Linked DNA regions of Mus musculus: regions 1, 2, 4, 5, 6 and 7 are each linked to region 3. A link is a contact called in public Hi-C and promoter capture Hi-C data. All regions are on one chromosome and are shown on one strand. Each heading gives the region's core, a stretch centred on a gene start, on an enhancer-like site or on the middle of the called end of the contact. The rest is flanking DNA. Distances are from core to core; before and after follow the strand shown.

Region 1 (3,979 bases), core at 775-3,274, 2.9 Mb before region 3:
CTCAACCTACAGTACTAACAGTTTCATCCCAAGAAGAAGCTCTGGGTAGCAACAGGCTTCTATATATTTACATCTATAAATCTATATGTAACTCATCTCACCTCCTGGGAGTCACACAGTAAAGAGGGATAATTTATCTCTTTGTGCTTAGCAAGAAAGGAATAGCTTCTGTCACAGTCAAAGCAGAGTGAAGCAACCAATGAATCTCATCAGTTATGGTTAAGAGAAGGACTGCACAACACAGCAGAATGACAGTCCTTTGAAATTCTACTGCTTTACAGCTGGCTGTGAGAACAAGCAGAACATGAAAAGCAGAACCGGTCGACAAAAGTAGAAGTTAATAATGGCTAAGAATAATAACCCATGAAAACGAACACACCCATTTAAGCAAACTCCTGCTTGGCTGTGACTTTCAGAACACAACAGAATCTGGTGCTAGCCGTCTAGAAAAATAAAAGGGAAGTGATCTCTTGGGGGACTCACACACAAATGAGTGCAGGCAGGTCAGTCAAGGCTCTCCCACTTCACCCTTCCAAGAGTCGGTGTCATTTAACGGTGTCCATTTCTTATTTCTGACTTACCTTCTCGCCTTTCCTTAAGTCCCAGATAAAAACGTGTTCACAGGCGGGTACTGCCACATAGCGTCCTTTCTCACCACGGAGTGTCACAAAAACAATGTTACCTTTTTGGCTGCCAATCAAGCCAAAGACAGCACTAGCCACATAGCGCAGATACTGTTTAGTAAGCCCCATGCTGGGCTGTCTGATGACACCGGGAAGGCAATCTGTGTAAATAAACAAAATTCAGTTTTTGCAATACAATGACTCTGCACAGCTAACAAACAGGAACCTTTTTTTTTTACATGATCAAAAGCATGTAACTTGGCACAGATGGTAAAGTACCTGCTGTAGTACCCGCACCCACACATAAGGCCAGGCACAGAAAAATGCAGGTCTATGACCCCAGCACAGGGAAGGCAGAGAGAGAGATTCCTGGGATTCGAAGAGACCCTGTGTGTAGATCAGAGGAAGCCCAGAGTGAATGGGTCCTGCTGACATGAATGTAGCCATGTCAAGGACTTCAATGCCCCAGACCAATAGGAGAGGCATCATGGTCCTTTGGTTCAAGTGGGATGTTTACAGTGTTCCAGAAAATGTTCACCATAGCCTTCTTCCCTCCCACCACACCACCATGTGTACTGACTGAAGACTGCTCCCCACAGACTGTCCCTATTGCAATTAGATATTATCTCTATACAATCACCCTGTCTCCTTGTTCAGTTGTAAGCAATAATCCCCTCTTCATTTTCAACTGTATATAATAAGCTCGCAGAGCTTATGGGGCTGCTGCAGTTCCTCTATCCAAAAGCTCAGACCAACCGATCTCAGCTTTTATGCATGTGTGTTCATGTGTCTGCCTTTTCTACCCAGTTTTCTCTTCCCTGCACTTTCATCTCCAGTTTGTCTTCAACGAGCTGCTGCACTGGTTTTCTATCTAGCACTTCCACGTCCACGATTTTCGCTTCAAGTCATAGTAACACGCTTGTTTATCGTTTTCACATGCACTGTACCTACCCGAGGGCTTTAAAGCTTATTTCTCAAATAACTTCGCTTGTTTTCCTTCCTGCGACCTGGTCACTCTCAAACTATCCCCCGCACCTAAGTTTCTATTGCACATCATCCCCGAAATAATCCAAGGAAATCGGGCAGTTCCAGCAGCCTCGCACTCCGGCCCGGGGGCAGCGCGCGGCCTCTGGGTTCTGCGATGCAGACGGCCGCGGCAAAGGGCTTCTCCCCGGCCTCCCTAGTGCCCTTAGCGCGGAGTCCCTCGCCGCGTCGGCTCACCGTGAACACCACTGTGCGGGGAACCGCGCCCCGCGATCCCTAAAGAGCCAGCAACACTCACCTCACTCTCCACGAGGCTCCAGCAGACAGCGCTGCCTACGAGACCCGCCACTTCCGGTCCGATTGGAAGTTTCTTCCGCCCGGCGTTTCCCTTACCTTCTAGGCGGAAGTGACGGCAGAGCGCTGTGATTGGGTGGCGTGGCGGAGAGGAAGCGGGTACCTTCGCTGTCAGATCGCTGTCGCCAGTCACCCTGGCCTCTGGAGACCGGTTCGCTTCAGCCTCCGCCTCTGGCAAGCAAAGTGTACGGATGTCATCCGCCTGAATTCTGCCACGGATCTGAGTGAGCTGCGGGCCGCCGCCCGGATGGGCCCGCCCGAGCGCTGTGAGAGAAGGGCGAAGCCGGGAAGGGAGGGCGACACAGTCGGGTGCGGCGGCTGGGAGGGATTGGGCTGGCGGGTCCTCCCGGGCTTTGGGCTTCGCACTCAGGGTAGGTTGGGTCGCCAAGCTCTGGGGACGCAGGTCCCCGGGATTTGCTGGGACGCGGTGCTGCGAGCAGCCCTGCGGGTGGCGGCTCTAGCAGAGTCCAGCCCGTCCTATAAATCGGGTTCCCTGTGGTCAGACGCTGAGCCCAGGATGCTGAGTTGTAAAAAGACCCCGCAGTCCCTGGAGTGACATTGACCTGGCTTTGTGTTTCCGCTTTCAGGTCACTTGAGAGGGAAGTGACCCTGGGCTTACTGGTCCTTAATTGTAGACTGAGACTGAGCCACTCTGTTAACGAGGAAATTAGCTTTTCTTCTCTTGCCCCCTTTTATCCTTGGGCTGGTCTAGAAGTTTTAGAAACGAGGTCTGATGTCTGTAGCTGTCTATATAACTGTACGTATAACTATACAAAAGAATTGATCCCTGCCATGGTTTACTGAACCTCTGTAGCCAACCTAGAAATTAGACATGTAGACAATTGTAGCTGACAGGTAGACTTGTCTTCCTTATTTTTTTTTTTTTTTTTTTTTTTTTTTTTGAGACAGGGTTTCTCTGTGTAGCTCTGGCTGTCCTGGAACTCACTTTGTAGACCAGGCTGGCCTCGAACTCAGAAATCCGCCTGCCTCTGCCTCCCAAGTGCTGGGATTAAAGGCGTGCGCCACCACGCCCGGCCTTTCCTTTTTAATTTTAGCTACTATTTACTGGGTAAGATTTTCTTAGTGATTTAAAACATGTCCAGCTCATCCTCTGTGTTTAAGAAAATTGTTTTGAAAGAAGAATCATTTGTAGTGGGTTGGATGAAAAGAAGGCAAGAAATCGTGATGATAAATTTATTCCAGGCTGGGGAGGAACATTTGGATAGATGTGTATGGACCCTACCTCCTGTAGATGCTGTGCATTTCCTTGTTAGAGATGGGAGATGTGTGCTTTGGTGGGGAAACAGTTTAGAAGATTTCAGGCCTGCCCAACCTTTAGACATTGCCAATTGATGTTGTCATCTTTGGTCGTGGGATCAAAGCCAGGTTTTGTCCACAACTTTAATACCAGCACTGGAAAGCCAGCCTGGTATGATATAGAGTGCTGCATCTAGCATCCCTATCACCACCCCTCCTTAGACAGAGTCTCACAAAGGCCCTGTTCTGGAGCTCTCTGAAGACCATGTTGTCCTTGAGCTCACAAAGATCCACCTGCCTCTGCCTACAGCATGCAGGAATTAAAGGCGTGTACTGGCCCGCCAGGCTAAACTAGCACACCTTAATCTTACATATTTTCTTATCCAGTACTTTAAGATACATTTTCTTATCTAGTACTTGAAGAACAACATTATTATTTTAAGTTTCAAATTGCACTCTGTATGAAGACTTGCAACTGAAGCATGCTCTGGTGTGTTTAATATGTAGGTGACACTGCTAATTCACCGGAAAACATGTGTTTTGTATGTTTTTTTGAATGATGATTTACAGTTTACCTGGGACCATTGATGAAGGTTAGAGGTCTGTTTTATTATAATGTATTTATTTGCTGATATAGGTGAGCACGGACATGTTTTCATCTGAGCAGCTTCCATTTGCATAAAGTAACTCTTGTAAATATAATTGATTTGGCATCAGGATGAATATGGTGGGTGCTTTCACCCTTATATATCCTGGGCATT
Region 2 (3,797 bases), core at 838-3,337, 2.1 Mb before region 3:
TCTCCAGATAGCCCCATCTTCTCTCTCCATGGAAGGCAGGTAGGGATTTGATGTGCAAGAAGCTGAGAAAGGGAAGGACAGAGGGGACTGGGCAGAATCTTAGGCATGACATCTTAAGACTGTTGTTCCCATCCCAGATGCTAGCTTGGGTTGACCACTCGACCCCTCCCAGGCAGCTCTATTATAAGCTGTTGGGAGATTAAATGAGATAATGCATATAAATTATACAGCACTCCTCCAACAGAGAAGTCAGAATACACCCTATGGGAAATATAATATATGGCATGAATAAGAGATAAGACAAAGCATGGCTAAGCACAGAGGAGGGCAGGTTCAGAGCAACACTATATAGCAAAGCCAAGTCCACACCGCTTTTGGAATTTGCTTCAGCATACTGCGGTGAAGCGAGGGGACTCGGCCAGGGCAGCGCAGGAGAGAAAGGCTGGAGAAGTCTGGGTAAGGACCACTTTCACTTTTAAGACCTTTGCCGACTCCTTACACTGGGAGGTCATGTGACTGTTATGTAAAAATGGCTTTTGAGCCATTCATTAGCAGATAACGTTTTTACTTATGCTAAAGTTAGAACCAGCTCTCGAGACCCTCACAATAAAGACCAAATCAGACCTGTGTGTGTGTGTGTGTGTGTGTGTGTGTGTGTGTGTGTGTGTGTGTGGTGTCTGTGTTCACACGTGTACCACAGACAGAACCCAGAGTCTCAACATACTAAGCAAATACTGGATCAGTGAGCTACATCTCTACTTTAACATATTTTACGAAGAGTCAGATAATTCTTTTTTTTTCTTTTAATTTCATCTTTTCATAGTTTGGGGCTCTTTCCACCGAAGGCCCATACTTCGTAAAAGCATAGGCTTCGACAGCTATGCCTATACTATGACATCTCTAATAAAGAGGTCCCTGAAACAGTGATGCATGGGTTGAAATCATATATGGAAGACTGTAAAGGAAAACAGTGAGATAGACAGAGGCTTACGCATCTGAAGAATGGGAACAGATAGCAACTACGGAGCCATGCTATTACAATTTTTGGATTCAGAGATCAGTCAGTGCCTTAGACCCCATGTGTAGGAAACAGTCTCCAAATGAATGAATCTGAGACTCTTGGCAAATTCTTTAAGGCGTCAAAGAAATAATTATGCTCAGGGACCAGGTGTGCCCAACTTTTTAACTAGTCGGACCTACAAGGGACTTGTCCCAGTGACATCCTCCACTGCCCCATTGTGACCAACCAGGAGCTCCCCTTGATTGTAAAAACAAATGCCAAACTTGCTCTGTAGGCCACCCCCCGCAACCCTGACAACTTCTGTTACTGTAGAATTCTGGTGAGGTGTGTCTCTCCGGTCTTGGTCTTGAATGATTCAAAGCAGCTTCCACCCGGGAAACTCAGTGGAGCTCCGCGGAGCAGCAGTTCTAAACTTTTCAGTTAAGTTTAGTTCTGGAACCAGACACGGAGGTACCCTTGCCCTGGAAAATGCCAGAAGCTAGCCAGCTGAGAGGGTTCTGGTTCCGAGCACGCTGTACGTAAGAGATTCCAGGGCAGAAAAAATACTTGGAAAACCCAGAAAGGAAACTGACCCGGTGGCCGCTGATTCGCTATAGCCTCTGCAACCGAGAGCCTGCCTACAACTTCCAGAATGCTTCGGGCTACACCTCGGCCGACTGACAGTACCACGCACCAATGGGAGAACCCTATCTGAGTTTGGGGTGGAGCCTCAGCGCAGGCTTTTCAACGATCCAGAGGCCTCTCCGGCGGCAGGAGCTCACATTCGTGACGCCAACCACATTACGCCGCTCACTCCCAGACTCCTCCTCCCGGTTCTGCACGAGGCCCTCCCTTGCTCCCTCTCCTTTCGCCGCGCGAGTGGCCGGCGAGGATGTGGACCTTGCTGAACTTATTGGATGACAGTGATGTCACTCTGGAGGACGACATGGCTCCGAACTGCGAGGCCCGCCCCTTTCGGACGGTGATTGGATTCTTCGGAGAATCCTGGTCTGGGATTGGTGTGAGGCGGGGCGACGGCTCTAGGGCCTCCTAGGCAAACCAGAGAGGCGGCTGCCCCTGGCCCCTCACTCTGGGAGAGCCCGAGGACCCACTACCTCATCGCCCGGAGGGCGCGCTTGTGGCGTGGTGGGGGCGGGAGGGAGGGTGACCTTGGAGGACAAGAAATGCTGGGGTCAGGGTGGTGGTGGCAGAATTAGCTGGGGACTAGCTCTAGAAGCGCTTGCGAGGAGGACGATGTGGGTGATCCAGGAGGGTGTGGCTGTGACTGGTGTGGGATGCAGTGGAAAGGAAGGGCCAAACCACAAATCCGGAGATCTGTGGATGGTTCCTCAGAGGCGTTCTCTTTCTGGTTGTCCTTTTACTTGGCAACACGAGAGTCCTCATGGTCAGTGTTCAAGATCTTGGAACTCTGTCTTTGAGTAAATCTAACCTGCATTAGAGGACTGCGCAGGGCCTTTTGTGATACTGGGTACATACGTGGGGAAGATGTCAGAAATCAGGAAGCCGCTTCTGGGTTTCGTGCACAAACTCCAAGATGCGAACGCGTCTGGAAGCTCAGGCAAGACTCATTGTCCTACATGTCTGAGGCTTTTCAAAGTCCCCAGGCTCTTGCCTTGCTTGCACACAGTGTGCACCACGTGTCTGGAAAAGCTGGATCCATTCTCAGTAGTGGACATCCGTGGGGGTGACTCAGATACAAGCTCTGAGGGGTCAGTATTCCAGGACCCCGAGTTATGTAGCCTGCAGCCACAGATCGGCATCCTCTGTCCGGTATGTGATGCTCAAGTGGACCTGCCCTTGGGTGGAGTGAAGGCTTTAACGGTAGACCACCTGGCCATGAATGATGTGCTGCTGGAGAACCTGCGTGGGGAAGGCCAGGGCCTGGTGTGTGACCTGTGCAGCGACAGAGAAGTAGAGAAGAGGTGTCAGACCTGCAAAGCCAATCTCTGCCACTTCTGCTGCCAGGCTCATAGGTAAAGAGGGAGTACCCCGTTTATTGTGGCGTAAGAGTAGAGTGCAAAGAAAGCAAGACACAGATCCCTTTGGTGAGCAGGTCAAAAAGAAGGCTTTCGCAGACACTGTCAAAGTGCAAAGAACACTGTGCAAACAGATCGCAAGCTCTAGAACGGAGGTTAGCACCGCTGACCTGATAGCTGTAGTAACAAAAGCAGGGCAGGTTTCGGTTTATAGAGCACCTTGAGTTTTCTTCTATCACCAATTGTTTAATCTATTGAAAACGGACCGTGTGCTGGAGAGAGGATTACTGTGCTAGCATACACCCTGCGCTTGATCTCATCTGATCATTGTAACTCTTACCGAAAGGTGGGTGCTACTTCACCCCTCTTTAGTAAATGAGGAGATGGAAGCCCAGCAGTGGTTTGTGTTTCGCCCAAGTCCCACAGCTGGTAATCATGTAACTGAACCGAATCCTCAGTTCAGACCTAGTTCCTTCTTCTTTGCTCTTTTTACTAAACAGGTCACCTCAGTGTAGGTGTCCATTGACTGTGCCTTAACTCAGACCTCTGACCTGGACAGCAGGCTGGTAATTGGGGTGTTTTGCCTTTTATCACAGTCACGGAATAGCTTGTTAGATGCTAGTCTTTGTCCCATTTTCTCTTCCATCCCACTCTAGTGCATCAGAATACAAAACTAAACAAGGTTTTGGGTTAATCTAGAACTGGCTTTTTTTTCTCTCTCTCTCTCTCTGAGTTCTGGCCTCCCCTTGTTTTCTGGCCTTACCAACAGAACAGTTGTCTTAGCTCTCTATTTGTAACTT
Region 3 (3,814 bases), core at 1,100-3,599:
AGTTGATGCTTGCATCCTATCTTTATTGCTCCTCCCATGTAAATATTATATACTATCTAACAATACACAAAGCCTCTCTGGGGCTTCAGAGAGGGAGTGGTGGCAACATATACCACAAATAACACAAGAGAACTAAACAGTAGTAATCCACGGTTATGTTTTAGGATTGTCTTGGTAGAACAGGAACAGGAGTGTGATCCCAGCACTTGAGAAGCTGAGGCAGGAGGTTTATGACACACTCCACACAAGTCTGGGCTACTCTTAGAGATCCTGTCAAAAAAAAGAAGGAAGAAAGGAAGGGAGAGAGTGGGAGTTGGAGGGGGAGAGAGTGGGAGTTGGAGGGGGAAGAGCAGTGTATTACCTAGGTGAAGATTCCCAAACTCAAGGCCTCGGAATCTCTGTACAGACAAGTGTCACTCGTCAATCCCTGTGCTCCATCCTGTGGGAAGATCGGTCTTGGGTTGATAAAGGAAGCTAAGAGAGAAAAGGGAGCAGGGAAGGGTAGGGTCGCCCTTTAGGATTAGGATCTGGGAGGCAAAGCCGGTTAGATCTCTGTGGTTTCTAAACTACCATAGTCTACATGGGAAGTTCCAGCTCCAACAAGGCCAGACCTTCTAATAGTGCAACTCCCTAAGAGTTTAGGGGGAACCACTCTCTTTCAAACTACCACATCCCAGTTCCTGGCCCCCAAAGGCTTGCAGCCATATGATAATGCAGAAATGCATTCAGTCCAATTTCAAAAGTCCCCATACTTGGCCAGGAGTGATGGTATACGAAAGTAAGTGGATTTCTGTGAATTGAAGGTCAGCCTTGTCTACAAAGTGAGTTCCAGGACAGCCAGGGCTGTTACACAGAGAAACTCTGTCTGGAAAAATAAAAGTCCCCCTAGTATTTAACTGTCTCAACTTAGTTCAAAGTCTTTTCTGAGATTTGTGCAATCTCTTAACTGTAATCTGCAAAGCAAGACTGAGAACCAGTTTGCAAACTCCAAACTTCATCTCCATGTCTGACGTCAAAGGGCTCTTCAGATCTTAACTCCTTTCAGCTTTGCAGGTATCTCATGGCTCTGGCTTTTCCAATACTGGGGTCTCCAATACACACACACACACACACACACACACACACAGAGTGGGGGGACAATATTCATATTTGTTGCTTATTTTATTTTATTACATGTAATTTGTTCCCCTGAAAGCCCTACCTATGTCTACAGAGGTCTGCAGTTTCTCTGAATAACCAACTGAAAGTATGGGTAAGAAGTACACTTGGCAGGTTGTGGTGGCACGCCCCTTTAATGCCAGGCCAGGAGAAGGGGGGGGGGTATCTCATGAGTTCTAGGCCAGCTAGATCTACACAGCAAGTTCTGGGTGAGTCCCTGTCTCTCCCCCGCAAGGAAAGTACACCAGGATGAGAATGTTCTCCTCTCCCACAGAAGCAGGAAATAGATGGGAGTGTCCTCAGGGAGCTACCCTTTACCCAAAATGGTTAAGAGGACCACTGAAGTTGGGCATGGTTGTCCACACTTTTAATCCCACTAGGCTGAAGCAGGCAGATTTCCCAGAGTTCCAGGGCAGCATGTGCTACATGTGAGACCCTGTCTCAAAAAACAAACAAAAATAAAAAACCAACAAGATAGTAAAAGTAAAGTAATTGTTTTCTAGATTATTGACAGGGCAGCCTAAATAACTTTGCAATGGTTAGATCTAACCATTCCACTCCTCTACTCCAGTCAGGTGAATTATGCTTTTAGCCTGCTTTCAGCCTTTTAAATACTTATTCAGACTGACACACTACAAAAATCTTCTGGTAACTGAAACGGACAGTTAAAGTGGTTTGGGGAATTTTAGATTTTATTGATAATACAGCCTCGCTTATTTTTGTCTGTCGCAAGCAATGTAGTTTCTGGAAGACAAAAGCTTTACAAATTACTTTGTTAAAAACTTTTCTCTAAAGCAATGAAATCCCTTCTAATGTAGGAGACAGGAGAAAGCCTGTCCCGTGACTAAAGAGAAACTGCGATTTGGACTCCTGGATTATGGCTGAGGAAAGTGAAATCTTTTTATTCACGACACTCCCGGATCTGCCCTCAGAACTGTTCCTACTTCATAAGGCCTTCCTACTCAAGCCTCGTCGCTGAAAGCTTTCGGGCTCGCGAACACCGGGTGAACGCCTAAATTCACCCTTCGCCCCGCCCCCAGCGTCGCAGCAGAGTCACTAAACGCAGAGATTGCTTCTGGCACTACCCAGGGGCGAACGTAGAGAAGAAGAGTCACCGGCTTGCGTGTGGCTAAACGCAGGTCAGCGGCTGGCGTCACTCAGCCCTCGCGCGCAAGCGTACTAAGAGCACGCTCCCCCCACCTTCCCGTGCACGCGCTCGGAGCCTGCAACTCTCGCGAGAGAAGCGAGATTTATTCCTACGTACCGGGCCGTGCTGCTTATGGCGGCGCTGGAGAGGGGGCGCTGAGCTGTTGGGGTGAGTACGACCTCAGTGTTAAAGTGGGGGTAGCAACGAGCCAGGTTAAAGACAGCTGAGGAGACTCAGGTTAACGGGAGGGACCTCTGAGTGTCAGAGTGGGCACTCCTAGAATTCCGGATGGAGGAGAGTTCAGTGTGAGTTCCTACTCCAGGCGTCCCTTTTTCACCCTGGCTTCAACCGTCTCGGCCTCAGGGCCGGCCGCGAAGCCTTAGTGAGGAGGTGAGGCCAGGGGGTGCGGGTAGCGGCGGTGTCGGTGTCGGTGTCGGTGACTGAAGTGGGGGGAGGGAGCGAAAATGGAAACTCCGACCGCAGCCAAGATGGAGGCAGAGGGTGCGGGGCTCGGGCGCGAAGGCTGCCGGGAGCTGTAGTCCGTCCTCTTCCCCCTCTGCGGCTTGGCGGGGGAAAGGGAACTACAAGTCCCGGCGGGAGGGGTGAGGGGGTGGTGGCGCGGTCCTTTGTGTGCAGCTGGAAGAGGCCGGGGAGAAGGGCCTGTTCTTTTTTTCGGGACCTTGTCTGTCTTGGCCGTCACTGGCTTTGGGGATACTACTACGACTACCAGAGCGCAGTGCGGCAGTGGCGCCTTCTTTGTGTGTGGGTTGAGACCCTGTTCCATCTAGGGAAAGTGCTGCGGGACACCTCTGTTCCCTCAGCCACATCTGACCCTAGCGCGGCGGAATTGACACCTTTACTCACATTCTCTTGTGGCTGGGTCTCCACACCTAACTGTCCTTTGGCATTTGAAAAAGGAGTCGGGCCCCGTTCTAGGCACGTGTCTCCCACCTTTCTGTCTGGGGTAAATGGCATGCGTTAGGAGAGTTCCGTGATGCCCTCCCTCCGTGGTGCAAGCGCTGGCCTACATTGTGCAATGAATGGCTTGGCTTTGTCATGTATCTATCTAGTGTGAGAGCCCCAGTCGGAGAGCAAATTAAATTGGAAGATTTGACCGTCGAACGTTTCAACCATACCCAATCTTAGTGCCCCGGTTCTTTTGCTTTAAAGAGTTAACCTTAGAAACACCTTTGTGGCTGGTCTCCAACCTGACTCACAGGTGAGCAGGGAGTACTCCTTAACACTTTCCACTGCAGAAAACATTCTGAACATTATTAAACCACTTAGTTTCCTTGTTCTGCAACTAAAATGAGCAAAAAGATAGTGCTGTTTAAGCAGTTGAGGAGGACGGGCAGAAAGGAACTAAGGATGTTTAAAGATTGTAGTTGAGTTTGGACATTATGTTAGGCTGATGTGAACTTCTAGTTCACAAAACTGCCAAGTTTGTTTTTCTTTTGTTTATTGGTTATAGCCTTAAACTGTGCAACCTAGGTTAGCCTTGAAATGGCT
Region 4 (3,525 bases), core at 968-3,467, 2.5 Mb before region 3:
GGGCAGGAGGGAGGGAGGGAGAAAGGAAACATTCAATGCAGCTTTCCAGTTTTGTTGCAGCTGAGCCTAACTAATAGTACAACAGGGCTCAACAGTCCCCTTTTAAATTGCTTTCATTGCTGAGTGGTTCCTGGACTTTCCCATGGGCAATGCAAAGCAAGTATAATCTGCCTGCCCTTGGACACTGGGGGATGCATCCCCACTGGGGTTGGTGATGGAGGGCAGAGGCTGGAAGTCCTGCAGAAAGCTTGGTAGCTATACTTGCAGCAGAGCTGGAAAAGCTGGAGAGCGAGCCCTTGGCACTCCACTCACACTCAGACCAACAGGCCAGGAGCCAAGTCCTCCCTTCTGAGTTCACAAACTTAATCTCTAGATACAAGGTAGGTATTATGGGAGAAACTCAGACTAAAGAGTGTGACTGTTTGTTCTAGGTGCACACACTAAAGTTACTCATAAAACTTCGGGACCTTTCTTTTAGTAACAGTCTAGAGATCGCTCAACAACCCCCACAATTTTAACTATAGTAAGCAACATCCTGTGCAGATCCTGGGACAATTATTCCACACATCGAACTCTCCATCTAAAAGCTTCTTAAACCAAAGTGTCTCTTCAGAGAGAAGGTTTCAGCTGTCCGATCCGGATACTAAGATACTAAGCCCTCCATCCCCACAAACAAGGCCAGCAGAGGACAGGACCACTGGTGGTCCAGCTGTAGCAGCTGGGAGAGAAAAGTGGCTCTTCGTTACTCCTCACCCCACACCCTTCGACTGCGGGGTAAGATGTGGAAAAACAATCACACCTCTGGTGACTTCCAGCAAGATAGAATTCTTGGTAAGCCTTCCTACCACCCTCTTGGCTGCCTGGCTAGCTTTCTGGCTCCCTCGCTGCCTTGCCAAGCAAATTACAGTGGAAGTTGTTGTAGCCAGCAATGGCCACCGTCACCCTCCTTCCCAGAGTAGCGGGGCAGCTGGGGACCTAATTTAGGAGGATTTGACCATCTTAACTTTATTTCCAGAACACCAAACTCGTCATAATTCAAACTATTACATACACAGCTATTCTTAAAAAATCAGTAAGTCTATTAAATCTTTCGTTGTAAGCACTTTATCCTCAATTGAGGGAGGGGCTTAAGACTTGGGTCCGGGCTCTGAACGGTTTCTCCACATTAAAGGTTGAGAGGAGAGAAAAGAGGCCTAGACCACCTAGGGATGACAATCGATGCTGGTGGAAGTTTTGCGTTCTTGAAAAACCAACTAGGCATTTCCTCACCAGCCCTCCAGGACTTTGCGGTCTCCTGCCCTCCAGCCTGCCCGCGCTAGGTGTAAAGGCTACCAGCTGGTACTGCAGGTTCCTCAACTTCTTCCTATGGAGAAGGCTCTCACCCTCCTCGCAAACTGCGCTAAAGAAGTTCCCTGACCCGGACGATCCGGGAGCCGCGCCTCTAAGCCACCGACAGCACCGCTATCAGAGTCAACGGACTGACTACATGGCTTTCAGCCTACGCAGTAAGCGACTTTCGATCCCCAAAGGGGAGGAACCAGGTTTCACAGCCGCTGAATTCTCGAGAAGTTTCCGAGAGACGCGCAGCTTCGATCATTTGGCCGCGCTGGGTGTCCACAGTCCCAAAGGGAGAAGGATCTCAGCCGCCATCCCGGGCACCGAGCCCAGGAAACTGCCCTCCCCTCGCCGGCCAGGCTTTAGCCCCGACCGCTGCGTCTTCATCTGCGCCGCCAAAACCGCGGGGTTCAAAATCGCCCGGGTTCCGGGCTCGGTGTGCGCGCCACAGGGGCGCAGCTCAGAGCCGGAGCACCGACTAGGTGCAGGGAAAGAGCCCCCTACACTCCGGCTGCCGGGGCAGCAGGAACTCGCCCAAGTTTGCCAAAGCCCGGCCACGGTCTCCGAAAAGTTTGCCTCCTTCACAGAGGAAAGTTTGCGTGAGGGACGCGGGAGCCAGGCGGGTCCTGACACCTGCTGGCATCTCTCCTCCATCCCCGGGGCATGCCACCAGGCTCTGCCGGGACTGACCCTAAGCGGGAAAGCGCGGCCCCCCCCGCCCCCCCCGCCCCGGAGGACCGCAGCAGCATCCTCCCACCTGCGGAGGAGGGGAGTGTGGACTCACCTGGGCGTTGGAAGAGGAGGTGACTGAGGCAGGTGGTTGGCGTGGGCAGCCCCCAGCAGGAGCGGAGCGGAGACTGCGGCCCCTAGACAGCTGCGGCGAGTGAGCGGTCCGGCCGCCGCCCCCTCCGATCTTAACCGGCCTGACCACTCCCCCGCGCCTCCCCGCCCCTGCCCCCGCCCCGCGGCCGGCCTCCCGGGGGAGCCAGGGCGGGGCGCGCCGGCCGGGGCCCCGCGGGATCCTTGCGCCCCGCGCTGACGGCGGGGGGCCGGACGAACGCCGCCCTCTGATTGGCTCCTCGGGTCAATGGTTGCCGAGAGACGAGTAAACCTCGGGCGGCGCAAAGGGGCGGGGTGACCAAGAGGCAGCGTTGCGCAGGCGCAATAGAGAGGTGCTTTGTGGGCGGCGAACTAACTTTGGGGTTGAGGGCACAATTTTCCTCTGTCCTCTCCGCTCCACTCTGCCGTCTTCTTTAGCTTTCCCTTGCCTAGACTGTCCTTCCCTCTACCCCGCTTGCTCCCTGGCGGGCGCGTCTTCTTTCAAACTTTTAGGCGCTCCTCGCCCCAGTGCTCTCTGGTTTCCGGGAGCCGGGAGTGGAAGCCCACGCCTGCCTCGCGCGGTGTTTGTGAAGTCGGAAAACTCTTAGGTGGGCCCTGGAAAAATCTTTCTGATTCCTCGAACAAATTGGCTGGAGGTGAGGTCGTGGTCCTGGGGGGAAGGAAGCAGCTGTGGCCGCGCGGACCACCTGTGTGCAATTGGCGATCCCGGGAAGCTATCGCCAAAGCCTTAAGCACAGCAGCTCAGCTCTCCAGAGAGCAGCGCTGGTCTTTGCTGCTTGTTACTGCTCGCAGGTGTGGGACACACACACACACACACACACACACACACACACACACACACACACACACTCACTCACTCACTCACTCACACACACATAGTTGATGGCTCACACACACACACACACACACACTCACTCACTCACTCACTCACTCACACACACATAGTTGATGGCTCCGCTGTGGAACTCTCCTTCACCACTTAATTACCCGGAAGGCCTTGCAAGAAGCTATTGTGGTTTGGTCTTTATTTTAAGACAATGCCTCCTGAACCCCAGACAGGCCTCTAAGTAGCCTTGGCTCACCTTTAACTGATCCACCTCTGTGCACCTCCCAACTGCTGGGATTATAGGCGTGGTCTACCACGCCCAGCTTTACTGACCGTCTTGACCTATCCTCCAAAAACACTATTTCCCATCTGTATTATGGGAGGAAGGACGAGATAACCGTGAGATCAATATTATGGAAATAGCTATTAATCATGCACTGCTTGCTAAAAAGTTCATGCCAGGTACTAAATAAATCAGAAAGCAGTCGTTAATAAACACTTGTTGAGTTTCGTTTGACCCTCTC
Region 5 (3,848 bases), core at 200-2,699, 2.1 Mb before region 3:
TAATGTTGAAACAAACCTAAGACCAACATTGATGCACAATTCCTATAAACATGAGCACACATGTGTCTTAAAACATTTGAGCAGGGTACCAAATCTCAGTATATTTAGAAACATTATCTATATAATATTTCTAGAAATAAATAGTAAATTCTGGTACAAAGTGGAGACACAAATCATACAAGTTATTCCAGTACTACTATTCATTAGTATATTACTAATATTCATTAGTATATTAGTATAGCTATGATACTGAAAAAAAAATAACCATGCTCTACAAAGTCCAGCTGAATAGAGAGCAGGGAGAAATGTTAAATGACACCACAGTGTAATTTCACTTCGAGAATGTCAACACCCGGTATGTTAAGATTGTCACACTTGCCGGGCGGTGGTGGCGCACGACTTTAATCCCAGCACTTGGGAGGCAGAGGCAGGCGGATTTCTGAGTTCGAGGCCAGCCTGGTCTACAGAGTGAGTTCCAGGACAGCCAGGGCTATACAGAGAAACCCTGTCTGGGAAAAAAAAAAAAAAAAAAAAAGATTGTCACACTTGACTTTCCTCACTTTAGACAAGATGCTTGAGGTTTCTAGGTCTCAGCTTTCACATCTGCAGAACCTGCGATCCACATCAACCTCTGATGTTTCTTTCAGCACTAACTCCCTACAGCAGCGGTTCTCAACCTTCCTAATACCCGTTACAACAGTTATGGTGACCCCAATCATAAAATCATTCCCATTGCTACTTTATAACTGTAATTTTTGCCGTTTTGAATCGCAATGTAAAAATATCTGATTTGCAGGATAACTGAAATGCAACCCCTGTGAAAGCGTCCTTAGATCCTGAAGGTCGTGACCCGCAGGTTGAGAAACACTGCCCTAAAGACTCTGGCTCTCTCTGGGTTGTTAACGTCATGCCACTAGATGAAGGAGAAAAGCTTGTGTCTAATTAACATGTTTTAACCTTAAACGTAAAATTTAAATGGCGACCTAAAATTGGTACAAGACTAGCAAATTAATTCCCATGTCCACTGTTTGTTTACACTTTTTAGAGGGAGCAGAAAGGATGCCGGGGCAAAGGGGAGTGGCTAAGTAAGGCCAGACAGGTGCCTAGAAACTTGAAGCAGACTCTAGAAGGATCGGAGTGTGGGTGAGTCCGCGTCCCAAGGCAGCTGAAGTGACCAGGCTGGGTCACTCCGTGTAACCGGGCCGGGCTGGAGACTCACTCGGTGGCCTGCACGAAGCCGCATGTGTTCGTCCGGCACACGTAGAAGCTCTTTCCCTTATTCGGGCCATCGCGGACGCCGGTCTTTAAGAAGCAGGCGTCCCCTGAGGAAACAAGAAGGTCAGCATCGGCCACTCCAAGCCAGTCCCACAGTCCCCGGGAGGGAAATCCCGAGACTGAGGCCTTACCGTGCTCCGGACACTTAACCAGGTCCATACCGCAGCCAGGAAGCCCTGGCCCGCCGGGTTTCCGTCTTTGACTCCGCCCCGTCCCGCCCACCACAACACTCCACCAATCAAGCGGGAGAGTCTCTCACTTTCAACCAATTACAGTCTCCCTCAGGCTTGGCGCGCTCTGAAATCAAACTTGGAGTGAGGAGGCGTGGCTGAGCTCCAGTGAGGACGCCGGCATGCTCCCTGGCTTGGGGAAAGCAGGACTTGGAGAGAAGTGGACGAGGCTGAGCTTGGGAGACTCCAGAGGAACCACTAGACCCAGAGGGAGCCAGAGCCGCTTGCCTGCTCGGGAAGCAGCCACTGTGGGCGGGAACACTTCAACTTGAGGCGGCCAAAAGGCGGGAGCATCCCTTAAAACTTTGGGAATCTACTGCATAGTCTGTAATAAGCACAAAGACTCCCTTAGGACCCCGGGCAACCTTTAAATGAGTGCAGGGCGTCCACGGGGTCACCAAAGATTGAACATCTGCACAGATCTCAGTTCCAGGTTCCGCGCTCTTTGAGTCTTAGGCTGCCTTCCCCTGGTGAGGTTCTAAGGACCGCCTGGTGTGGACGCCCTGGGTCTGAGAGAAGAACCTGAGGGCAATACAAGACCTTGCGTGCTTACTAATTTTACATTGTGTGTTTTGCATTGTCAAACCTTTTGAACTTATTTTGCATTTGTACTTTTAAAAAACCGAGAGTGACGCATGGTGGCGCACGCCTTTAATCCCAGCACTTGGAAGGCAGAGGCAGGCAGATTTCTGAGTTCAATGCCAGTCTGGTCTACAAAGTGAGTTCCAGGACAGCCAGGGCTACACAGAGAAACCCTGTCTCGAAAAACCAAAAAGAAAAAAAAAAAGAAAGAAAAGGAAAGGAAAGAACTTGTAATGGATTCTTTCAGTGAGCAGAAGGTGAGGAATGACTATCGGAGCTTGGCTGCAATAGCCATGACTTCATATTTCAGCAGTTGAAGATCATGTGTCTTGGAGTGGCACACACAACTGCTATGAGGACAGAAAAGCTGCAATGTCTAAGAAGTCTGGGCTATATGGAGGCTGTAAATGTTTTAGGAGTTCAGAGTCCAGACAGTCCCGAGGTATCATTTATGAATTAAGCAGTTCTTACTAAATAGCTTTTTTGGTGTCCCAAGAGGAGTAGGTGTTTGAGAAATATAAAGTTCATTTAATGCATACATTTAAAGCAACTGTTCTAACCACAAGGGGCTTACTGAGTGGAAGAAGCTGAACTAGCCTCTACCTAATGCTTAAATAAATATAAAATAGTATATAAATGTCAAGATGAATGGAGTCAGCAGCAAACCCCGGAGAGCTTGAGAGAGAGATGAATTTCCAAGTGCACGCAGTGTGGCACGCCCCACCCCAGTTCTCCAGTGAAAGTTTATACAAACAGATTTTCTTTATTCCTAGATTGCAATTCCAAGATCTGTATTATATGCATGTGAAGTGGATACCATCTGAGGAGGTGGAGACCACAAACACTAAGGTTTGGGGAAAGAGGACCACGGTGATTCTTGTAGTGAGAATTTTGGTTTCTTTAAAAAAACACAGAAATATAAAGAATGTTTTGTTTGTTTGTTTGTTTGTTTTAACCCCAGGTGGGGCTGCTTCAGATTGTCCACAGCAGCTGACTGTAATTTGCCTCATGCTCTAACAGGGGTGTGGTTTTGCCAGCTGCAGATGGTTTCTGAGAGTGTGTGGAATTCTGGGGACTCTTCAGAGGGTATATAAATACTAGGGCCTGATACTAGGAACTGATTGGCTGCTCAGCGGTTGGATGCTGTTGACTGTGATTTGTTAAGCAGTTGTGTGCAAAGAGATGAAAAGAAGAAATTAGATATGATGGTGAAGAAGCTCAAACTTGCCCCAAGAAACTCGACGCCCCTAATCAGCAGGAAGTTGTCTAACAATAATGTCACCCCTTTCCCCCTCTGCCCTTTTGTCTTTTCTACCTAGTGTTAGGGGGTGGAAAGGAGAGGGGTGGAAAAGAGTGGAATTTTAAAAAATTCACAAAGTACCCAAAAGTCTGGTGATATCTCTCTATATAGATATAGATATAGATAGATATATATCTCCCTCTTTTCCATGTATGCCTACAGGCCAGAAGAGGGCACCAGATCTCATTATAGGTGGTTATGAGCCACCATGTGGTTGCTGGGATTTGAACTCATACAGCAAGAGCTCTTAATCTCGGAGGCATTTCTCCAGCCCCAGGTTACAGGTTCTTTCCTGCACAAGATGACTTTGAGACTAGACAAAGTCCAGGTCTCAAATGCGTCATTCCAGACACCATTTCCTCTGAAGCTGCTCAGCCGCCTTGCACACATCCAGTAAGTAAAAATGGACACAGATAACATACAGCAAGGAAAAATGTTCCTTCTAGAAATCTAGGATGTGC
Region 6 (3,575 bases), core at 26-2,525, 2.8 Mb after region 3:
AATTTAATTTTGAAACAAAGTGTTACAGAAGAGCATAAAGACAGGAAAGAGTCTGGGACCTAATCTAGTACTTACTCTACCAAAGTGTTACAGAAATCAATTACATCAAAAGAAAAAAGTACTCACAGGCATATCTACCCCCACACACTCTGACAGGAAACTCAAAGAAAGTTTCCAAATCCTGTTTCCAGCATCATCTCTTCTAACCGCCCGCTTCTGAAGGCTAACTCCCCTGGTTAATTCTGAGAGTCGACACTTTGACTCTAATAAAAACAGTATCTTCAGCCACCCAAGAAGCAGACAACAGCGGTTGGTACCTGTCCCGCTTGGCCCATTAACCTCCTGCCCTTTTATTCCATTTCTTACACAGTACTTCCTTCAAAGCAGCGACAAAACGATTTTCCTTTCCCAACGGCAATACACTCACAGTTTCTGAGCGGTAGCTCTTTTTCCAAGGCATGAAAGGTCCCCTCAACTCTAGTTTTCTATCCTGTGAGGAAATCTCAGATAGGAGGGGGGGCGGACGCGGGGGACACAACTGTCCTTCCTTGCTCTTCTCCTTACAACAGCCAATTACACAACTCAGCAGAAGACACTGCCCTTAACTTTCTGAGTAAGGAGACAAGCTACAATCCCACCACCCCACACTCCTCACACGCCCTCGGTGGGCGGAAGACCGGAATCACACCGTGGCCTCTTTCCTGACAAAATTCAGGGGTAGCAGCAGATATCAGAGAGTCGAGAGCGACGCTGCAAAGGCGAACACATGGCAAGCGGCAGAATACAGAGGGCAGGGAGGGCGGGAACCCGGGCTGGCGGCGGAGTGGGACACAGAGGTGTCAGCGCTCGGCGGCCGGGGCAAAGGCCGCGCGGAGGGCACCGCACCTCTCCGTCCGCGGGGACGACAGCCGAGCGGGCGCGGACACGCGTCCCATCTCGCGGCCCGCCCCTCGCGGCCGGTCCCGCAGGCCCCGCCGGGCCGCCTCGGTCCGCGGGCGTGGCTGGCTCCGGCCTTCAGCCGCGGCCCCTCCCGCCCGCCGGGCCCCCGGCCGCCGCCCCGGACTCGCGGACGGTTAAGAATAGGCCACCGAGGTGCGGCCAGTCCGCGCCCCTCACTCGCACCCCGTACTCACCCCGCGGCCCGGCGCCTCCTCCACCTCCTCCTCCTCCCTCCTCTCGGCCGCGGCTCGGGCTCGGGCTCTGCACGGCGGCGGCAGGAGCAGCGGCCTCGGGAGCGGCGGCGGCGGCGCCTCCGGAACGCGCACGCACGCAGCACGCAGGCCCCGCCCCCCCCGCCCTGGTCTCCGCCTTCCCCGCTGTGTCCGGAATCTATTTAAGGGAGCCGTTCTTCAAAGGGTGGGGGGCATAGTGTGCCAACAGGAACTGGGGCCTTGCCTTTGAGAAGGTGGTTAAGGCCAACATTGAAATGAGGAAGGGAAAAAAAAATCAGAAAGAGAATTTTGAAGGGATGCAACCATGGGACAGCTGTTAGTTGAGTGCCTAGTAGGTCCCCAATGCCTAGGCATACATAGGGAAAGTCACTTATAGAGCTCTCATCCTCGTGACCCAGGAGAGGGAACACGAACAACAAAAAGAGTAGCAAAATTCACAGGTCACCAGGGAGGGCTTTGCATGCTTTTGTTCGTGCTATGAAGAAACGAGCCTATCCAAAAGAGGCTGGATGAGAAGAATACCTTCCTGGGTTGAGAGGAAATCAGCCACAAACCCCGAGGTGGGGTGTGTCTTCCATATTTCACAACTAGCAAAATGCAAGCGAAAGGATGGATAGATAAGTAGAGTCTATGGCCAAAGAGTACTGAGGCGCCAAGATCTGGACAAACGACCAGACCCGGTGGAGCCTTTGGGCCATTGTAATGACAACAGGAAGCCCCGAGGAGAGGGTGGGCCCAGAAACAACTATATCTAGTTCATGTTTTTAAAGGTTAACTTTATGCAGGGCGTGGTGGTTTACTCCTGGAATCCCAGCATTTTGAAAACAGGAACAGAATTGCCACGAGTTTGAGGTTAGCCTGGACTACACAATGAGTTTCAGGCCCATCGGGAACTGGAGTGAGTCTCACTGTGTATGTAAAATATCCAACTGAAGCACGAATGTTCACAGGGGAAGTCTAAGGTGGCTATTCTCGTCCAATTGGCCAAGAGTGGTTATTTTATTTTAGATTTTGTTTATTTTAGCTTTATTAAACCTATTTTAATAGATTTAGACTTGAGAAAGCAGAGGGTCGAACGAAACAATTAGGAATGAATCTTAGGTTGGGGGCCTGCTGACTGATATCATTTAATAAGAGAGAAGATAGGGTAAGAACAAAGCTGGGACCAAAGAAATTGAGAGTTCAGTTTTATGGGGGATGGAGAAAGTTCAGTGGTGATGAGTCTGAGATATAAATTTGAGATCCATCAGGATGTAGATGATTTGACCCTCCGGTCTACATAAACTCTCTTAGGGATGGGGAGTAACTGGAAGAGAGGACCAAGAGAAACTTAGAGGTTAAAGATAAGCAGAGTTGACAGTCAGGTTAGAGGAACCCCTTGGAAGGAAGGAAGTTGTTAGGGAGTTGTTTTAGAAAAGAGGGAGTGATCAGTCAGTTCCCTTGCCTACTGCTGAAATAGCTAAGAAGACAATTGAATCTCAATCTCTGCCTCACCCCCACCCCACAGTCCCCATCCCCGCCACCCTGATTGGTTCATGCTAGACAAACTGCCACTGAGCCTCATCCTCAGTCAAGAGTTGGGAATTTAACCACTGACCAAGTTTGGCCTGAAGTTTGTTGAGAAGCTTAATGAAAACCCTTCCAGTGTTATCACATGGAGAAATGTCTGATTGGGGTGTGTTGAGAGAATGAAAGAGAGGCGAGGAAGACAGCCAGGAGCTGGCTGAGCCTAGCAACAGTCAGTAGTGGGAATGGTGTGGGGATCCAGGGACAGGATTTTAAAGCTGAGTTACTTCCTTGTGGTGTTAAGAGTGAAAAATAAAGTTCCGGTGCAGAGACAAGAGGAGACACCTAGAGAAACCATGGGAACCAAGAAGCAACAAGTCCTAGCACGGTGCTGAAGCAGTTGGCCTTAAATGTGAACAAGGACAGGAGAGTCACAGACTGTTCTGTAGCAAAGACACAGACACAGAGCAAGTAAGTGTGATTCTGAGGTGGGCACAGCCCACTGCAAAGCAAAGGGGACAAGTGAGAGCTAAAGTCTAGTCTTTATTTTGCCCACCAGGCTGAGTACCTGGTAGGACAATTTCAGCCTTGAGGAAAGAGCACTTTCCTAGCTGTTCTCCCTTAGGAGTGGTGTCTTTTGTCAGTTTTCCATGCCCCACGCACCACGCATCCATGCATCCATGCCCTGCCTGTTCCTTGTGTTTATTTTTTCCAGTTTACACAGTGCTGTAGGTGTTGCCTGCGGACTGACGGATAAGATCAAATCTGGCCTGTGTGCTTCCTTTTATCCTCTCTTAACGGGGTGGGGTGGTCATATATCTACACTGAAATCACTCAGCAAGGTGCCCTCCACTGCTTGGAGTTTTGCTGCTGAAAGTCAATGCGAGAGGAGTGAGA
Region 7 (3,523 bases), core at 991-3,490, 2.7 Mb after region 3:
TAGCTGTGGGACACACTAATGCTTTAGGAAGAGAAAACACAAATTCAAAAGTAGTAAGATATACATGAAGAACAGCAGAAAGACCCACATACTCTCTGTTGTTGTTTCGAGACAGTTTCTCTGTGTAGCTCTAGCTGTTCGTGAACTCTCTCTGTAGATCCGCCTGTCTCTGCCTCCCAAGTGCTGGGATTAAAGGTTTGTGAGAGGACTATATCTCAAAGCTAACTGCAAAGGTTAGGTACCAAAGGCCCCAAGCACCACACAGTACAAACTGCAATGTAACTACTGGAAATGAACATACTGGTTTTAAAAAAAAAAAGACTAGGAAATAAGACTTTTTAAAAATCCCTTAACTCTGGGCACACATCACAGATTTGGGTACTTTATTCTCATTCTCTCTCTCTCTCTCTCTCTCTCTCTTTCTGATTTTCCCAACTATAAATTATTATGTAGTATTACTTTGATACTACATAATACACAGGCACTAATTATTTTAATAATATACCTTAAAAATATGATTTTTACTCAAGTTTGGGATTTTGTCTGTTGCCAAGTATTACAAAGCCAAAACTCTCAACACATCCTAAATCTCAAATAAATTAGCCAATGTACTTTAAAAAGTATATTCATTATCTCCCACGGTTTCGTGGATATAGAACTCAAAGATTCTAGACAACAAATACAAGAATCCTGGGTTTAAAGGAATCACATTGAAGATCGACCATCTCAAAAGCCCCCTTTTGAAGTCAGCCATCACTACACACTCCAGACGACAGTGTCAGGATCACATCTTATTCACTGTTTAATCCCTAGTGCCTACTATAGTATTTATATGTAACAATGGCTAAACAAAGCTTTTTAAAGAATGATCCCCCAAACCCAAAGCTGAGTAGGACAATCTTAAAACCATATCCCGAGGCAACCTAGAAAATGAGAGATCAATACAACACATACACAAGGCTTTAAGAACCACCTGAAATTTCTGCCATAGCACAGTACTTACTAATCCAGAACTTCTACCTTCTATGTCTAATCCCACTCTAGTCAGAAAGTAAATGAATTTTTAATTGTACGATTCCAACTGACAAATGGTCGAGATGTACTTATAACAGAAAATTCCAACTTTAAAATACTGGACGTAGCCTTGGCCACAACTCACCGACGTGACCATCTAGTTTACTTCCCTAACTTGCATACGCTTTGGTCCGGCCTCTTCAAACTCACCATCTGGAAGAGTTACTAGTTTGTCACGACTCTCAATAGAGTCACGTGCTACACACCCCCTTCCGGATCCTGAGTTAGACTCACCTGAGTACTATAGTTTTCAAGAATCAGAGAGTCCAGAGCAATGGTGGAGAATACACAAGTTTTTCCAGTGCCCGACTTAGCTTGGACAATTAAATCTGAGGAAGAAAAAAATTATATATATTACATATTATTACCTAGATTTACTGATGCCACCAGATACCAAATACGAGAAAGGAGAATGAAGAGGTTCTCTGCCATGAGGACCTAGTTGCCACCTGTATTTTTGGTTGACTCTCAAACGCGCAGGAGGTGTGCTTGATGCCCCAATCTCTTAACCACCGAGCTACCTCCCCAGCCCTTTGCGCCCCGAATCTCTGCCGCTCACCTTCTCCAACTTGGACTCCATGCTGGAAGAAAGTCCTACCCTCAAATTCAACTGCGCGCCTTAGAGCCTGGCTTAGCCCCGCGATGGCGCGGAGCCGGAGCTCTCCGGGGGCCACGCCGTCCCCTCCTTCCCCCCACCGCCGGCCGGCCCCGGTCCTCACCGAGCCCGCAGCGCCCCAACGGGATGGCCTTGAGCTGCACCGGAGAGGGTCTCTCGAAGCCGGCCGCCCGCAGACCCTCCAGCACCGGTCGCGACAGCAGCAGCGACTCGAAGTCCGCGGGCTCCGCCAGCACCACGTCCCCGGTACGTGTGCGCGGCCCGCCGATGTCGTGTGCGGTCCGCTGGGTCCACGGGGATGCCGGAGTCGGCTCCACAGCCTGCACCGGCGCGGCCGCACGCTCCGCAGCCATAGTGGACTCGGAGGTTGTCAAGGCCGCCGGGACTTCAAACGCCGCCGCCGCCATGGTAGCCGCGCCTCCAGATCTCGCGATATTTAGACTTGAGGCGGGGCTCCTGGGAGCGAGAAGGAGAAAAACTTTATTGGCAGCCTCCCGGAGAAGACACGGACACGCCTGGAAGCGGAGGGGAAGAACGGAAGTCGGAGGCTGTCACTCTAGGAGGGAGCAGAAAAAAAAAAAAAATGTAGCCTGAGAAAGAGGCGGGAAGAGCGAGGGAAGATGAGGCTACCGGTGTGTTGCCGCCTGCGGCCTGCAGAGGGCGCCGCGTGCCCTTGGTGGGCGCCGCCCGCTGCCGGCCTCCCGCGGCTCTGAGTGCCTGGCCGCGCGGCGGGGCTCCAGACCCGAGCGCCCAGGACGCGCTTTGTGACGCAGCTCGCGAATCGGTCGCCGTCGCCTGGGCTTGGAGTCGGCTCCTTGGGTCAAGCTCGGCTGTAGCCACGCCGAAGTCTTCGCGATCCGTACCCTGTCGCGTGACGGAAGTCTCCTGATATTTAAGTGGAAACCTGGACTGCACGCCAACTCCTAGGCTCTGCTTGATCGCTCTCTCGGAAACCCTAGGCTAATAGACGTCTCGGGTCCAACGGATCTTTTGTGTGCCCTTCCTCCGTTATGGGGTGGGCAACTAGCACACCACTTTCCCTTCCTCTAGACCCACTCATGTGTCACCCTGTCAAAGAGGCTTTTCTTGAAATCTTGAGTGGTTTCCATCCTGACTGCTTCCTGGCCTTTCCCATTATTCCCACCACTATCCCCGAGTTTGATTATTTGGTTTGATTGGCTTAGTTAGTTGGTCTGTTTATTTTCTAAATCAGAGTCTCCCTATGCCGCTCAGGCTGGCCTCAAATTGGAAATCCTCCTGGCTCAACTTTTCAGATACTGAGATGACATGTGTGTGCCACCATACCTGGTCAGGTTCTTCATGATACAACTACCTAAAATGTTTATTGTCCACCCCCCACCACCACCCCCACACACACTTTCCATGAGGACAGAAAGCTATTCTGATTTGTTCCCTTCTGTCTCTGGTAGGAGAAACATAATCTGGCACGTACTAAATACTGTTTTTTGAAAGAGCTCTTAGAACAAAGCTTTAGTCATGCTTCCAAATGTAAGCATATCTTTATTACTTTTCTCATTGATGATGATGGACTGAGTCTCAGAACCTGTAAAAGAACCCCAATAAATGTCCTTGGCCATGGTGTCTCCTTACAGCAATGGAAACCCTAACTAAGACATGTTTGCTTAGAAATTAACAAAGCACTAAGCAAACGTCCACTATCCAAATGAAGGAAGAGGAACTAAAGATCGCAAGCTTCCTCATAGTTGCCCACATCTTTCACCCACCCAATCCACAGATGACAAATCTGAGGATTCCTTTTTGCTTTGCCTTCACCCTCTTTCTATCAAACTACTGTCAAATACTTGTGTCTCC

What was found. Promoter capture Hi-C pulls out the DNA fragments that hold promoters and counts their contacts. Hi-C and Micro-C count contacts between places; a contact is called where the count stands out from the background.
Region 1: a contact with region 3 is called in a promoter capture Hi-C map of liver, with 7 times the contacts expected there. The contact joins the promoter of Gdap2 here to the promoter of Csde1 in region 3. A contact is called at or near these places in 6 of 39 promoter capture datasets (hematopoietic stem and progenitor cells, hippocampal neurons, liver and 2 more), 1 of 115 datasets of contacts at active chromatin or transcription factors (thymic regulatory T cells) and 1 of 9 other capture datasets (adipose tissue).
Region 2: a Hi-C map of B cells shows a contact between it and region 3, with 6 read pairs. The contact joins the promoter of Trim45 here to the promoter of Csde1 in region 3. A contact is called at or near these places in 1 of 39 promoter capture datasets (the C10 cell line), 2 of 484 Hi-C or Micro-C datasets (B cells and LSK cells) and 1 of 115 datasets of contacts at active chromatin or transcription factors (astrocytes).
Region 4: a promoter capture Hi-C map of pre-B cells shows a contact between it and region 3, with 6 times the contacts expected there. The contact joins the promoter of Tent5c here to the promoter of Csde1 in region 3. A contact is called at or near these places in 2 of 39 promoter capture datasets (liver and pre-B cells) and 1 of 484 Hi-C or Micro-C datasets (uterus).
Region 5: a contact with region 3 is called in a promoter capture Hi-C map of pre-B cells, with 5 times the contacts expected there. The contact joins the promoter of Ttf2 here to the promoter of Csde1 in region 3. A contact is called at or near these places in 3 of 39 promoter capture datasets (embryonic stem cells, liver and pre-B cells).
Region 6: a promoter capture Hi-C map of liver shows a contact between it and region 3, with 7 times the contacts expected there. The contact joins the promoter of Rap1a here to the promoter of Csde1 in region 3. A contact is called at or near these places in 2 of 39 promoter capture datasets (erythroid cells and liver).
Region 7: a promoter capture Hi-C map of liver shows a contact between it and region 3, with 5 times the contacts expected there. The contact joins the promoter of Ddx20 here to the promoter of Csde1 in region 3. A contact is called at or near these places in 3 of 39 promoter capture datasets (liver and pre-B cells) and 1 of 9 other capture datasets (adipose tissue).

Annotation. Positions count from the first base shown.
Region 1 is chr3:100,160,439-100,164,417 of GRCm38.p6, forward strand. Gdap2 (ganglioside-induced differentiation-associated-protein 2) reads left to right here and starts at 2,025. Exons shown (of 14, transcript NM_010269.3): 1 at 2,025-2,227. It overlaps Wdr3 (WD repeat domain 3), which reads right to left and starts at 1,969. Exons shown (of 27, transcript NM_175552.5): 1 at 1,906-1,969; 2 at 582-784. The coding sequence starts at 752.
Region 2 is chr3:100,920,406-100,924,202 of GRCm38.p6, forward strand. It overlaps Trim45 (tripartite motif-containing 45), which reads left to right and starts at 2,088. Exons shown (of 6, transcript NM_194343.2): 1 at 2,088-2,994. The coding sequence starts at 2,507.
Region 3 is chr3:103,018,197-103,022,010 of GRCm38.p6, forward strand. It overlaps Csde1 (cold shock domain containing E1, RNA binding), which reads left to right and starts at 2,350. Exons shown (of 19, transcript NM_001161854.2): 1 at 2,350-2,473.
Region 4 is chr3:100,486,975-100,490,499 of GRCm38.p6, forward strand. Tent5c (terminal nucleotidyltransferase 5C) reads right to left here and starts at 2,218. Exons shown (of 2, transcript NM_001142952.1): 1 at 2,120-2,218.
Region 5 is chr3:100,968,214-100,972,061 of GRCm38.p6, forward strand. Ttf2 (transcription termination factor, RNA polymerase II) reads right to left here and starts at 1,450. Exons shown (of 23, transcript NM_001013026.2): 1 at 1,407-1,450; 2 at 1,220-1,322. The coding sequence starts at 1,434.
Region 6 is chr3:105,800,106-105,803,680 of GRCm38.p6, forward strand. Rap1a (RAS-related protein 1a) reads right to left here and starts at 1,276. Exons shown (of 8, transcript NM_145541.5): 1 at 1,134-1,276.
Region 7 is chr3:105,685,331-105,688,853 of GRCm38.p6, forward strand. Ddx20 (DEAD box helicase 20) reads right to left here and starts at 2,241. Exons shown (of 11, transcript NM_017397.3): 1 at 1,794-2,241; 2 at 1,309-1,403. The coding sequence starts at 2,097.